2 separate regions of the Rattus norvegicus genome follow, and region 2 is linked to region 1. Evidence: chromatin contacts called from public Hi-C data. All regions are on one chromosome and are shown on one strand. The core of a region is the stretch at or near the end of the contact, and the rest is flanking DNA. Distances in the headings are between cores, read along the strand shown.

Region 1 (6,469 bases), core at 1,722-4,221:
GCCTGTAGATTGTTGGGGATTTTTCCACACACACAATGTTATCATCTGAAGTAATGGCAAATGTCTCCTTTCCAATCTTACTTTTATATCTGGCCCCATGAAAGCACAAGCTTCCAGTGTGCAGTGCTTACTAAAAATGCTGATAATTGACAGCCATCTCCAAATTCCAGCCTTAGGAGAAAAGCCGCCACCAATGATGATGCTAGCTGCAGTGTGCATGTGTGTGCATGTGTGTCATGTGTGTGCATGTGCACAGCACATACCTGTCAACAGGCAGAGAACATTCTCTCCTGGCCTCTGGCAGTTTTGACCCTGAAGGGTGAGAGCATCAACATACATCTTTCTGTGTCTTCTGATTCAATTCCACCTGTGCCTGAAGCTCTCCAAATGGAGACATGGTCTGTGGCTGGTCTCAGTCCAGAGGGAGGAGACACCCCCAAGTGAGGTCATGGCAGAGGCTACAGGAGTCTGGGAGATGCCCAAAAGGCAGTGGTCAAGGATCCGTGCTCACTTACCTCAGGTTTCCAGACTCCTCTCCACTCATTCCCAAGGACTTGGGATCTGCTTTCTAAATGGAAAACAGGGCATTTTTCTAAAACCTTGAGCAGGCACTGAGTTAGGCATTAGGAGAGGACATGCAACACAGGCTCTGAGTTCTTTCTCGATTGTCCTATGTATCATCTACTGGCAAGCTCTTAGGAGGGACCAGAGCAAGGTTGGAAACAGCCATCTGCCTGTCTGCTGCCTTCACAGCATTCCTTTGTGTGATGGCTATTCCTGGTTGTCATCTTGATTATATCTGGAATGAACTACAACCCAGAGATGGAGGGCTCACCTGTGATCCAGATCTTCAGGCATAGTGGCCATGAAAAATCTGAGGCCCAGGCAAGGTAGTACATACCTTTAACTCCAGGAGACTGAGGCAAGAGTTCAAGGTCAACCTGGGACAAAGCAAGTTTTTTTTTCCTTTTCTCCATCTTTACTAAATTGGTTATTTTTTATTTACATTTCAATTGTTATTACCTTTCCCGGTTTCAGGCAAACATCTTCCTAATCCCTCCCCCTCCCCTTCTATCTGGTTGTTCCCCTCCCCATCCTCCCCCTTTACCACCCTCCCCCCAACAATCCTGTTCACTGGGAGTCCAGCCTTGGCAGGACCAAGGGCTTCCCCTTCCACTGGTGCTCTTACTAGGTTATTTATTGCAGTTGGAGCCCAGGGTCAGTCCATGTATAGTCTTTGGGTAGTGGCTTAGTCTCTGGACAAAGCAAGTTTTAGATCCAGGTGGAACACACATTTAATCTGGGCCACACCTTCTGCTGAACATTGGAAGAAGACAGATTCACTCTTCTTCTACTGCTTGTACTTCCTCTCCAACACATCTGTTGGAGCCTACTTCTACAGAAGACCAGCTTAAACAACCAGCGTCATGAGACTGAGCAACTACTGGATTCTTGGACTTTCCATCCACAGCTGCCCATTGTCGGGTTAGTTGGACTACAGACTGTAAGTCATTACAACACATTCCCTTACTATATGGAGACATACCATAAGTTCTGTGACTCTAGAGAACCCTGACTAAGACACTCTGCCAGGGACCAAATCAGTCAGCCAGAGCGCCAGGAAAGCAATAGCCATGGAAAACAAATCAGATGACCCCCTCCAGTCACGATGCCCTACCACCGTGTCGGCCCTGGCTAGATTCTTGGCCTTCCCAATGCGGTCTGGGCAGACTCCGACATTTTCCTTCCAAAGCCCCAGGAGGCCAAGAGCAGGCCTGCTCAGGGCCATTTCTGTCCCTGGGTCTGCTTTCAGTGGATTTTTGGATTGATGGAGAGAGATTGTGGCTTGTGGGCAATGAGAGGAGAAGGCCTATCGTACTTTCAGGTTTTTTTGGCTTGGCTCAAAGATTCAAACTCCTGCAATTCCCACACTGGATGCCTCCCTTCACTGGGATAAAAGTTTACCTTAAAAAAATGCTGGCAATAACAGCTGTTGTTTCTGGTGCTTTCTTTAACCTCCTCCATTGCCTTCTATAGTAAGTCTCTGTTCCAGTCAGACTAGTTAGGGACCTTTGGGTTACAAGTGACAGACACTGATGACAAAGTAGCCCAACTTCCCCAAAGGAGTGAATGTATTGGTTCACAGATCTAAACATTGTGTGGAAAATCAGCTGCAGGCGTGGCTGGATCCAGGCGTTCATGTGCTACTGTCACTGGGAAGGTGACTCCATCTATCTTTGACCCTGTTTGATTCTCCCGAGAACCTTTTGAGATGGTAGAGAAAGTGGGTTTGCTTTTCTGCATGAAGTAGAACTCCCAGGAAATGCTGTGATTCTCAGTTCATACATCAGCATGGAGAATCAGTTCCTCTTGCAGCACAGGGTCTGAGAATGCAGAAAGGAGAGACCGTGTGTGTGTGTGTGTGTGTGTGTGTGTGTGTGTGTGTGTGTGAAACGGGGTGTTATTCTCAGAATTACATGTGTAGGGTAGGCAAAACCTCTAGGTACCACCTCACCTCGCTGTCCCTGGTCTTGCCTTTATGCATGTTTCACTGCTGGAATGTTCTCTCTCTCAGGCTTAGTGCTTCCTTTCCCTTAGAGGCTCTCCCTGGTTCAGAGGGAACATTCTCCACTGTATGCAGACAAGGACTTGAGTTCACAGACTGCATAAGCTTCCCAGGGTGTGGCTCTAATTAGCAAACTCTCCCGCTCAGAGGAACACCATCGTGATCAATAATGCACAGTCCTGGGCAGCACAACATCCACATGGTGGCCTGCCTCAGTTTCCCTACCAATCTACTCCAAGAGGACACTAAAATACCCTCTGAGATGCCTGTTTAGGATTTGGTTAGCTGCCAGTGTTACTTGGAGTCCAAGCAACAAGTTTCCAAGGGTCCAAAGTTAAGAAGCCATGGTCTCTGGACATGTTCCCTCAGTGCCTTGCTTATTTGCCACTAGATGGCGGTGTTGCCCAGTATCCCCTGGGAACTCCCTGAGACACAGAAGCAGGTCACTTACTGCCAGCCTTCCTGCAAACCATCTAGGACCCCATCTCAGTGCCCAGATAACTGCCCTAGGGTCCTGCTTCTCACTGAAGATGAGTGGGCAGAAACAGGTGGGAGTCTCTGGCTCTTCGGACAATGGCTTCTGAAACTGATCAGTGGAGGGGCCTGAGAGGGAGGCGTCAGGATTCACCACACCGTATCTGTAGGCTTTCAGAGAGTGCTTACCATCCTTCAAAGCCACAAATCCATTAGAAGATTAAGTTGAAAGACGTTCAATTTAAATTTTTAATTACGAAGAAGAATAACAACACAGGAGACATGCCAATAAGCCTCTGGTTTCACCGTGTTTGCTGGCTTTCCACATGGGGTCAGGATGAGAAAACGAAGCCATGCGGACCCTTCAGATAACTACATCTGAGAACTTGGACCGACCCTGCAGCGTGTACATAAAGTCTGCTAGAGTCTGAGATCCATCCATGTTCCTTTGTATTTTCAAAACTACACAAATCAAAAACATTGAAGGAGGCAACTCTATACCCTGGAGAATACGGAAGAACTTGGTATAGTGGGAGTCTTTGCCCCCAGAACCCTGGTACTGAGATCTGCATATAAGCATATTACCCTGCACTTGCAGCAGGGTTAGATCTGAATAGTACTTGGATGGGAGGCAGGTCTACCCGACATCTCTTTGTGGGTATCTATTTTATAGCCCCAGGAGAGTCTCCCTCATATCTCCTAGCTGGTCCTTCCCCTGAGACCTAAGAGCTCAAGGCCTCCATCGAGCTCCAGGTTCCAGTGCAGATGACGCCAGATGGAGCATGCTAGGGCTCCGTCTGCAGGTTCCAGCCCAGCCTCCTTGACGCCAGCTCTCTCTGCCTTTTACCAACACTTACTCATCCCTCTGCGTCCCAGGAGCTTCTTCTCCACGCCAGCTAACCTGACGTGTTAATTAATCCCTCTATTCACAGGCCAATGAGTGATTTACACAACCACGTGTACTCCCTCACACACCACACGTGCTCCCTCCAGGGTGTTTCGAGCTGCGGGTGCTGATAGTGAAACGTGAGTTGGAATGTCCCTCTGTCACCTCCAGGGAGCTTATGTTCTGCTCCTCATCCAGATTGGGATTGTGGAATGAGCTTCCAGGAAATTCTCCAGCCTCAGGTCATTTCTGACCTGTGCTCAGGCGTTCAACTAGAGGCCTGCATGGTCATAAACCATTATCGTCTTTCAGACTCAGGCAACGAGTTACCTCCTCTTGGGAGGCTTCTGGAATTACTGACTTTATGGAACGTCACTGAGGGCTCCACATCAGTGACTGTCTCTCTCACTCTGGTGTCAACTCTGGGGCAGCGGGGACTGCAGTAAAGTAGGGGGTTTCCCAAGGTGACCACAGGCTAAAAGTGTCACCAAGAATGATTCTGATTTTTCCAGACCTTCCAGACTGATTTAACACACACACACACACACACACACACACACGAAAAAAAAAAGTGTCTAATTGTGTATCCCTGGCTGGCCTGGAATTCCCTTTGTAGACCAGACTGACTTTGAGCCCATAGAGACCAGCCTGGCTCTGCCTCCCAAGTGCTGAGACTAAAGGCGTGTGCCACCACACCCTGCTGAAAATGATTGTTAAAAATGTAAAAGGTTCAGGTGTGGAAGTCAGAGGACAACTTGTAGGAATCACTTCTTTCCTTCTACATCATGGGTCCTGGGAATTGAACTCAGGTCATCAAGCTTGGCAGCAAGCACCCTTGTTGGCTGAGTCATCTCAGTAGCCCCAGAAATCTTGACGTTTTGAGTTAAGTGTTGGTAAATAATTTTACATAAAAAGTCTTTTGTTGGACTAAATAATACACATTCAGAGATTTGGCCACTCGCTGATAATCTGGGCTGCCTCTCTCAGGGCACGACTGCTATGGGTACCCTTGGGTTTGTGCAGTTACAGGTGACTAGGGTAACAGCCATGATAGCTGCCCTGGCTACTTACTGGCTGACCTCAGAATATCCTGAACCTAATATGCTGCCTAAGGCGAGTTGCATGAAAACATGAAATCTAACATCTTTGACTCGCCTCCCATCAGGAAGTGGCCTGTGGTGTAGTCTTTCCTGGCACAGGGAACCCGTGATTTCTTGACCAGTGGAGTAGAGCAGAGGTACCCCTGTCCATTTTGGGGGGGGGGGCGCTCTGGGAACCCAACTCCCTTACCTTCAGAAAATCCAAGCGAGGTGTGAAGAGACCCTGTGAAGCAGAATGAGGCTCCTCCTGCTGTGATCCCCTCCTGCTATGCTCCCCCCACTGCCTCTCCCAGGTATCAAGTTGAGGTTAGTAAGCCATCTCAGGAACAGACATTCCAGGTACTTGTCCAGCCATTCCAGCCAACACCACACCACATAGAGCAGAGTCGAACATATTACTGAACAAAATAATGATTTTTGTTGTTTTTTTCTTTTTTGTTTTTTGATTGTTTTTTTTTTCTTTTTTGTTTTTTTGAAACAGAATCTCATGTGGTCCAGACTAGCCTTGAACTCTCTACGTATAGCCAAGGATGACCTTAAACTCCTAATCCTCCTGCCTCAACCCTCCTAGATTCTGGGATGTACCATCACACCCAATTTTGGGGTGCTGGGGATTGAACCCAGGACTTCATGCATTCTAGGAGAGCATTTCCCTGGGTGACCCACAGCTCCAGCCCATAGATAAGTGAACACCTAAAGCTCTGAGGGTTGATAGCAACAGATAACGGGGCTGTGGAGAGACAGGTCTAGCCTGGCTCCTTGGTCACTGGCACTGAGATCTCAGGTTCTTTTCTTCCCTAGACTAGTCTTGCCATTGAGAAGTAAGGATTAGTATTGGCCCACAAGTATTAAAAGGATCTTTGGGACCAGTGAATCATGAGTTGGCATCATGACCTTGAAAAACAGTCAGGTCCTGAGAAGGGAAGCAACAGGCCTTGGACCTGCAAAGCCCTGAAACTCAGCCACTGTTCAGGAAGACACATTTGAATATACCCAGGACAGCTGGTTTTTCAGGACAAACAACTGGGGACACCCTAGCCATCCGTCAATGGGAGAAGGCTGTGTGCGCTGCTTATTTTTAGGCTACAAATGAGTGGATTCAAGCCATGTACAGATAGAAGTGGGGGGGACTTAACAAGCTTAGACTGGTTCATACCACAGAGTCCCACTCAGGTAAAGCCTGAGAGCAAACGAATCAAAGATGTTATGGATATGCAAACAAAGGCGGGAGGGTAAGCTGCAGAGGCGGGCCCGGCGCATCTTGGGGTCAACAGTGTCTCCATACTGTGCCAGGAGGAGGAACATGACAAAATGTGAACTGTATGCAGAACTCATGGGCGTTTTTATATTAGTTTTTGCGCTTTTCTCTTGCTTGAAACATTTCGTAATTTAAAAGAACAGTTTTCATCAAGGGAAGGATGAAGCCGAGGAAGGAAGCCTCTC
Region 2 (6,469 bases), core at 2,898-5,397, 110 kb after region 1:
AGCCAGGGACTGAAAGCCTGAAACCTGGATGTCACCCTGGGCACGTCCTCAGGAACTCTGCCTGAACACTGATTTTTCATTTCTGAAATGAGAAGTTAGTCCCATTGGAATGTCAGCCAATATTGGCTCATGGAAGGAACTTCTACCTACTTTTTCTTGAAGGACTTTCTAAGCGCCAATGGTTTGGGTTTCCTGTGTGCCCAACTCTGGTTTCCAGCTCCCACCTCTGGCCTGGGTCTGGGTCTCAGCTAAGCCTCCTGCAGGACCAGTTAGTGACATGGAGACATTTACAAGCTAAGGAGTAACTATGATCTCTCTCTGGAGAGCTCATGTTCCACCGTGTGAACAGACCCTTCAGTGCTAGATATCTGTGGGTGAGCAAGGGGCCTGCTCTGACAATTTTCAAGAGATTCCAGAATTTCCTTTTTAAGTTCTTTTTACTCATTCATTCATTCATGCATGCATGTGTGCATGTGTGCCTGTGCATACCACAATGTGTGTAGAGGTCAGAGTTGGCCCTCTCCTATCATATAGTTTCTAGAGCTGTAGCTCAGGTTGGATCTCCTTTGGAGCAATTGCCTTTGCCTGCTGAGCCATCTTGCTGGCCCTCGTTTTGTTCTTGGAGACAGGATCTTATTAAATTACAGCCAATGCTCTTGCCTCAGTCTTTAAACTCTGTGTGTGTGTCTGTTTCTTTGTCTATCTGTTTCTGTCTTTATCTCTCTGCACCTGTGTTTGTCTGTGTGTGTGTGTGTGTGTGTGTGTAGGTATGTGCAGGTGTCCTCATAGTCTACAAGACGGCATCAAATCCTCTACGACTGGAGTTAAAAGGTGATTATGAGCTGCTTGATGTGGGTGGCTGGGAACTAAACTCTGGCCTTCTGCAAGAGCAATTGGAGCTCTGTTGTTCTATCTCACTGGCCCTCTATTTTATTTTATTTTATTTTTAAATTGTTTGACACAGGATCTTGTATAGCCAAGGTTGGTTTCGAGCTCTCCATCTCCAAGGCTGGACTTGAACTCTTTTTTTTTTTTTTTTTTAAGATTTATTTGTTTTATATACGTTGAGTACACTCTAGCTGTCTTCAGACGCGCCAGAAGAGGGCATCAGATCTCATTACAGATGGTTGTGAGCCACCATGTGGTTGCTGGGATTTGAACTCAGGACCTCTGGAAGAGCAGTCAGTGCTCTTAACCGCTGAGCCATCTCTCCAGCCCTGGACTTGAACTCTTGATCCTCTATCTCCTAGATGCTGGGATTACAGGTATGTACTGTTGTGTCTGAGCAAATTCTTTGAGACAGACTCTTACTATGTAGTCCTGGCTACTCTGAAATTCACTATCACCAGGATGGCCTTGAACTCACAGAGATTCAACTTCCTCTGCCCTCTGGGTTCAAAGGTATATAACACCATGCCCAGATCAAAATAAAAATAATAAGATTATTGTAATATAGATTATTTTATATAAATTATAATATAATTATAACACCTATAATACTACTACTACTACTAATAATAATGATAATAATAATAACTGTAGACCAGGCTAGCCTAGAACTCAGAGATTTGCCTGCCTCTGCCTCCCAAGTGGATTAAAGTAGTACACCACCACCACCCCACAGCCTGAAGTTTTTTTTTTAAAGAGACAGTGTCCTTATGTTGTCAGGCCATCTCCAGACTCCTAGGTTCTAAGGAGTTCTGCCTAAGCAGCTGAGCAGTGGAGGGTACATGGATTCATATATGCAAAGTCACCTCTATTTTGATTCCTGGCAATGAACCCAAATCACGGTGGATGGAGCCCAGCACAGGCAAAGCAGCGGAGTATCTGGGGCTGGATTCAGCGCAGGCTGCCCTGCTTGAGACTTGTGACTGCTCTGACAGTCCATGGCCTCTCACATACTGAGTTCATACGCCTGACTGATCCTGTGCACCGAAAGCCTGGGGCTGGGTTCTCCCAAAGCCCCCTCCCTGGAAACAAACAGATGGTCTAGGTTTAGATTCCAGCTCTGTGACTCACTGGCCAAGCATCCCCCAGGCTAGTTATTTTCTCAGTGGCTCAGTTTTCCTTTCTGTGAAGTGGGAGAAATAGCAGTGCTGAGCTCACAAGGATGATCTGGGGAGGGGCAGGTTGAACTTGTTTACACGAAGTGAATTCTACCAGCCAGGAAAGTGCTAAAGAGAGGAAACTAAATAAATAAATATAGTAGGTGCGGTGACCCAAATGTCACTCAGCTGTGACCCCAGTTACCCAAGGGCTCTGCAGTAGGAGGGTGACTTGAAGTCCAACAATTTGGGGCCAGGCCAGGCAATGTAGTGGCATTCCTATCTCAAAACATAATAAATAAATACATAAATAAAGTGTAGTTGAGCACCTTCTGTGCACCAGGCCTGCGAAGCCTTGTGTACTTGGAGTTCAAGGACCAGATCTCCCAGCTCACAGAGCTGACTTTACAGAAAAGGAAGGCTGATGAATGCCTGAGCCACATCCTTCCATTCCTCACAGTCATCACTTGGGAGATACTGTGCCTATCATTCTTAGACTCTGGCCTTCCCAGGCTTTCCGAATCGTATCCCTGGACCTGCCGAGCCTCTGTGGCCTCCCCTGCCCTGGCTCTCGGTATAGTCTTGTGACACCATGCCTGCAGGCCCTTGCAGCCTTGCAGCCCTTGCTTCCTCTGCTCCCCACCTCCACCCCTCTGCCTGCCCAAAGGTTCTGGGCTTCCTAAAGTCTGCTCTGGGTTCAAACCAGTTACTTCTCTACTCTCCGATCTACCCCTTGGTCTCAGCCCTTTGTGCTGTGGGTAGTGACATGTGAGTCTGGATTTTTTTTTTTTTTTTTTTAAGACGGGTTTTCTCTGTATAGCCCTGTTGGAAGTCACTCTGTAAACCAGGCTGGCCTTGAACTCAGAGATCTGCCTGCCTCTGCCTCCCAGTGCTGGGATTAAAGGCACGAGTCACACTACCTCTTTATTTTGCTTCTTGGTGTCTTGTGCCAGCCTAGGACAATGGGTTCAGGCTGGCCAGGTCTGAGGCTTTTATTCTCAGTTGAAGAGGCAAGATAGACATGCTACTTGTGTGCAGAGAGAGAGTGGAGAGGAAAGAAAAGGAAGTGGGCAGAGAGGGGAAGGCCTTACTGAAGGTCACACAGCGCCACCTCAGGCTCAGCCAGGCTGTGGTGTGTACAATCAGAAGGAGGACATGCTCATTCAAATAAGGACAAGAATAATGGCACACTCCCCATCTCCATTTAAAAATAGTCACATTTGCTGACACTCGTTTGGCACTTCTTAGGTGCCTGGTGTCCTGTTCAGACTCTTTACACTGTTAACCTTGGACCCTCCCAGCAGCCAGAAGTGATGAGTTCCACTATTTTTATTTCCGTTTTACAGATGAGGAAACCAAGACACAGAAGGTCTGGGGAACTTGCCTGATGTCACACAGCCACGACAAAGTCAGGGGAGCTTCAAAAAGACAGCCTCATGTGGGCCGGGAGGGACTTGGCCCCCATTATCATTTCCACAGCAGCTCAGCCAGGCTCGCAGAGTTTCACACTGGCCAGGGAGGACTCCGAGTTGGGGAGGGAGGGGGGAGGAGGGGCAGATTCTGGCATAGACCTAGCTGCTACGGGAGCCCCAGGGCTCGTCCTTAGACCTAGGTGGATGTGTTAGAGAGCGCTGTGGTGTGCTAATGGCTATCAAGGAAGGTGACGAGCCAAGGGTCTGGGTCTCTAATGCCTCATCGCCTGCATGAGAGGCCTGAGCAGGGCCATTTGCTACCAGCGTTTTGATGGAGCATGAGGATGGGTGCGCGCGCTCGACGAGGCGAGCCCGGGTTCTTTGTGTGTCCGAGCTCCTGCGCGCGTGCGTGCATGCGTGTGTGTGTGTGTGTGTGTGTGTGTGTGTGTGTGTGTGTGTGTGTCCTGTGTGTGGGCGTGGCTGACCGCCCAGACCCCGCCCTAGGCCCCGCCCAGGCCCGGCCAAGCTGGTATTTTTCCACCCAGCAGGATGGGTGATGCGGAGAGCTGCCTGTTCAGACAACAGACACGCGAGGTCAGGGAGAAGCCGCTTATAAATTACCGCTTCCTCCGCGCCGCCGCCAGCGTCGTACTCCGGGACCTGGCTGCTGCTGAACTCCCGTGCCAAGCCGCCAACGCCGCGATCGCCGCCAATCCCGCCAGCCTCGGGCCGGGCCATCCGCTGTGGGCTTAGCCACCCAGGTACCCAGGGCGTGCGGGCCGCGACTGCAGCCCCCTCCCCGGGCCGCGCTTCGCCACCTCACCGCGTCCCTGCGGGTCTGGCCTCCCCGCGCTCTTTCATCCCCTTCACCCCTAAGGGAGGGAACGAGGGTCTCCTGCTCCGCTCTGCTGGAGAGGGAGTTATTGTTTCCCTGGCGAAGGGGCTGGGGCTACTGGTGCAGCGGCAGGTGTGTGTGTGTGTGTGTGTGTGTGTGTGTGTGTGTGTGTGTGTGTGTGTGTGTGTCCCGCGGAGAGTGTCTCCTTTTCCCTGGATATCTCTGTTTCTGAGGGTGGCTGTTTCTCCACCCTAGGCAGCCGTGTACATGTGCGCCCCGGGGTGTGTGATATTTTCAATGCCCTGGGCTGCCTTACCTGAGTGTAGTGTGGCCGTGTGGCTCTGTCTCCTGATACACACACACACACACACACACACACACACACACACACACACCTTGCCTATGCGAACCTGTACGTGCGTCTGTGTCTCCGGAACGCTAGCTGTGTGCACGTGTGTGTCCCTGATTGTGGCTGTATCCCCTGGGTCCCTGGTTGTGGGCAAGTCTAGTGTCTTTCGGCTGTACCCAAGAGGACATTCCTTGTGCCCAGTGGGCCCAATTGGCATCTTTGGTTCTCCGTAGTATTTAGGAGAGGTAAAAGGGAGGTATGGCTCCAGGTGCTGTCTGGGTGTGGCGCGCAGGTGATAGTGACAGCTGCCCCTAGGTTTGAGTAGCAGACTGAGGCCCGGAGCGACAGCCAGGGGTAATGGGCAGTGGGAAGCAAGCACCAGCTGGACACATCTTCCTCTAGGCTGCTCCCCTTCCCTTTATAGGTTCCTCTTTTGGGTGGGAGATTCTGGTCCGCTCCCACTGGGGAAGCCACACAAGGAACCAGTCTCAGGAACAGGTCCTACAGTCCCAAAGCCTCAGCCTAGACTATCCTGGGTGCAAGGGAGGCGTGTGCTCAGCAGGGCCACCGACCTGGCTATTTTGGTCACTGCTTGGCCTCTGCCAGATCCCTGCCTTCTCCAGGACCAGCCCCAAAGGCTTGGGAGACAGCCGGGGGCCCCCATTTCCTGCCTGGAGAAATAAATCATCTCAAAGACTGCCCAGGCGCTTGACCCGGAGGGTCTTCCGACTGCGGTTTAGTAGCACGTGGCTCCATTTGGATGTCAGTAAATTGGCCTCCGATTTGGCACAGCTAGCTTTCAAATAAATGTCATAGAGATCTTTTTTAAATTAAAAGAAAAAAAATTTTTTGTTTTTTTGTTGCTGGTAGGGAGGGGATCTCACCCAGAGTCTCTAAGCCAGAAGGAGTTTATTTTTATGAGAGAGCTGGTGAGTGCTTAGCAACGGCCTGCCTGCCTCCCTCTTTACCAGGGAGTCATCGGGGAGTGGGGGGTGAAAGGGAGGTGTTTTAGCAAGATGATGGTGGGTGGCTAGAGGGGGAACCTAGGCACCAGCTGAGAACCCATAACAGGATGGTATTGGCAGATGGTTGGAGGTTGCCTTAGATCTTGGTTCAGCCACCCAGCTAACCTTGGGCAATGTTTCTTGTCCTCAGTCTCTTCACCTGTAAAATGGGTGGGGCTTACTACCCATTGGATATGTCAACCAGGGATCCAAGAGTCAGTGCTTGTCCCCAGAAAGACTATGTGTCCCTCTCAATGGTGACCTTGGGTAGTTCTCTTAGCTTGGGCTTGGCTGTCCTGGCGACAAGGACGCTAAGGCCAGCCTCGCCTTGTCCTTGAAGGGATTGAGGGAGATGAGGCTGAATAAGCTTGTGGTAAGCTGTAAAGCCGGGCTCGGCTCTAGAGCTGCTGATTAGAGGGTGTCACGAGGTCTTGGGTCATTGTGGTATGTGGCAAGAGCCATGGTGCTGTCCGGAGAGAGCCTTTGTCCTTTGGGAATACCCTGGTATTGCCTGTAGCTCTGTTGTGGTCAGGCTCCCTGACTTTCTAGCCCCCTCTGTACCCACATCTGCTTGGTGGCATCCGGAGGCTCAGGGGGGTCTGGGGAAGAGCCCATTCTACAGATGGGCTAATTGAGAGCTGCCTAGGAGCCTGTACAGAATTGGGCTTCCAAAAGTTTTGCTGTGGCCAGCTATGCATTTAGGCTTCACAGTGCTTGGGGCACCGATTTGTTGGGGACATTAAGTTGGGAACATTAAGGTGGAGCAGGTTCTGGAGAAAATGAAAGACAAAGGTCTTCTGGTCCTTAGGGCTGGAGGGTGTATG

Evidence for each region. A called contact is a pair of places that touch in the nucleus more often than the background predicts.
Region 2: a Hi-C map of Schwann cells shows a contact between it and region 1, with 7 times the contacts expected there. The contact joins the promoter of Slc6a6 here to the enhancer-like site in region 1. A contact is called at or near these places in 5 of 12 Hi-C or Micro-C datasets (the A7r5 cell line, Schwann cells, frontal cortex and 2 more).

What each region holds. Positions count from the first base shown.
Region 1 is chr4:125,637,205-125,643,673 of GRCr8, forward strand. No RefSeq gene overlaps it. Among named protein-coding and RNA genes, the nearest start is that of Lsm3, 62 kb to the left of the region's middle. Within about 2 kb of position 2,972, at least 3 of the 93 cell types and tissues checked have an H3K27ac peak or open chromatin away from gene starts, as enhancers often do.
Region 2 is chr4:125,748,355-125,754,823 of GRCr8, forward strand. It overlaps Slc6a6 (solute carrier family 6 member 6), which reads left to right and starts at 4,148. Exons shown (of 15, transcript NM_017206.2): 1 at 4,148-4,218. It overlaps LOC102548902 (a long non-coding RNA gene), which reads right to left. Exons shown (of 8, transcript XR_010066220.1): 3 at 1,755-1,970.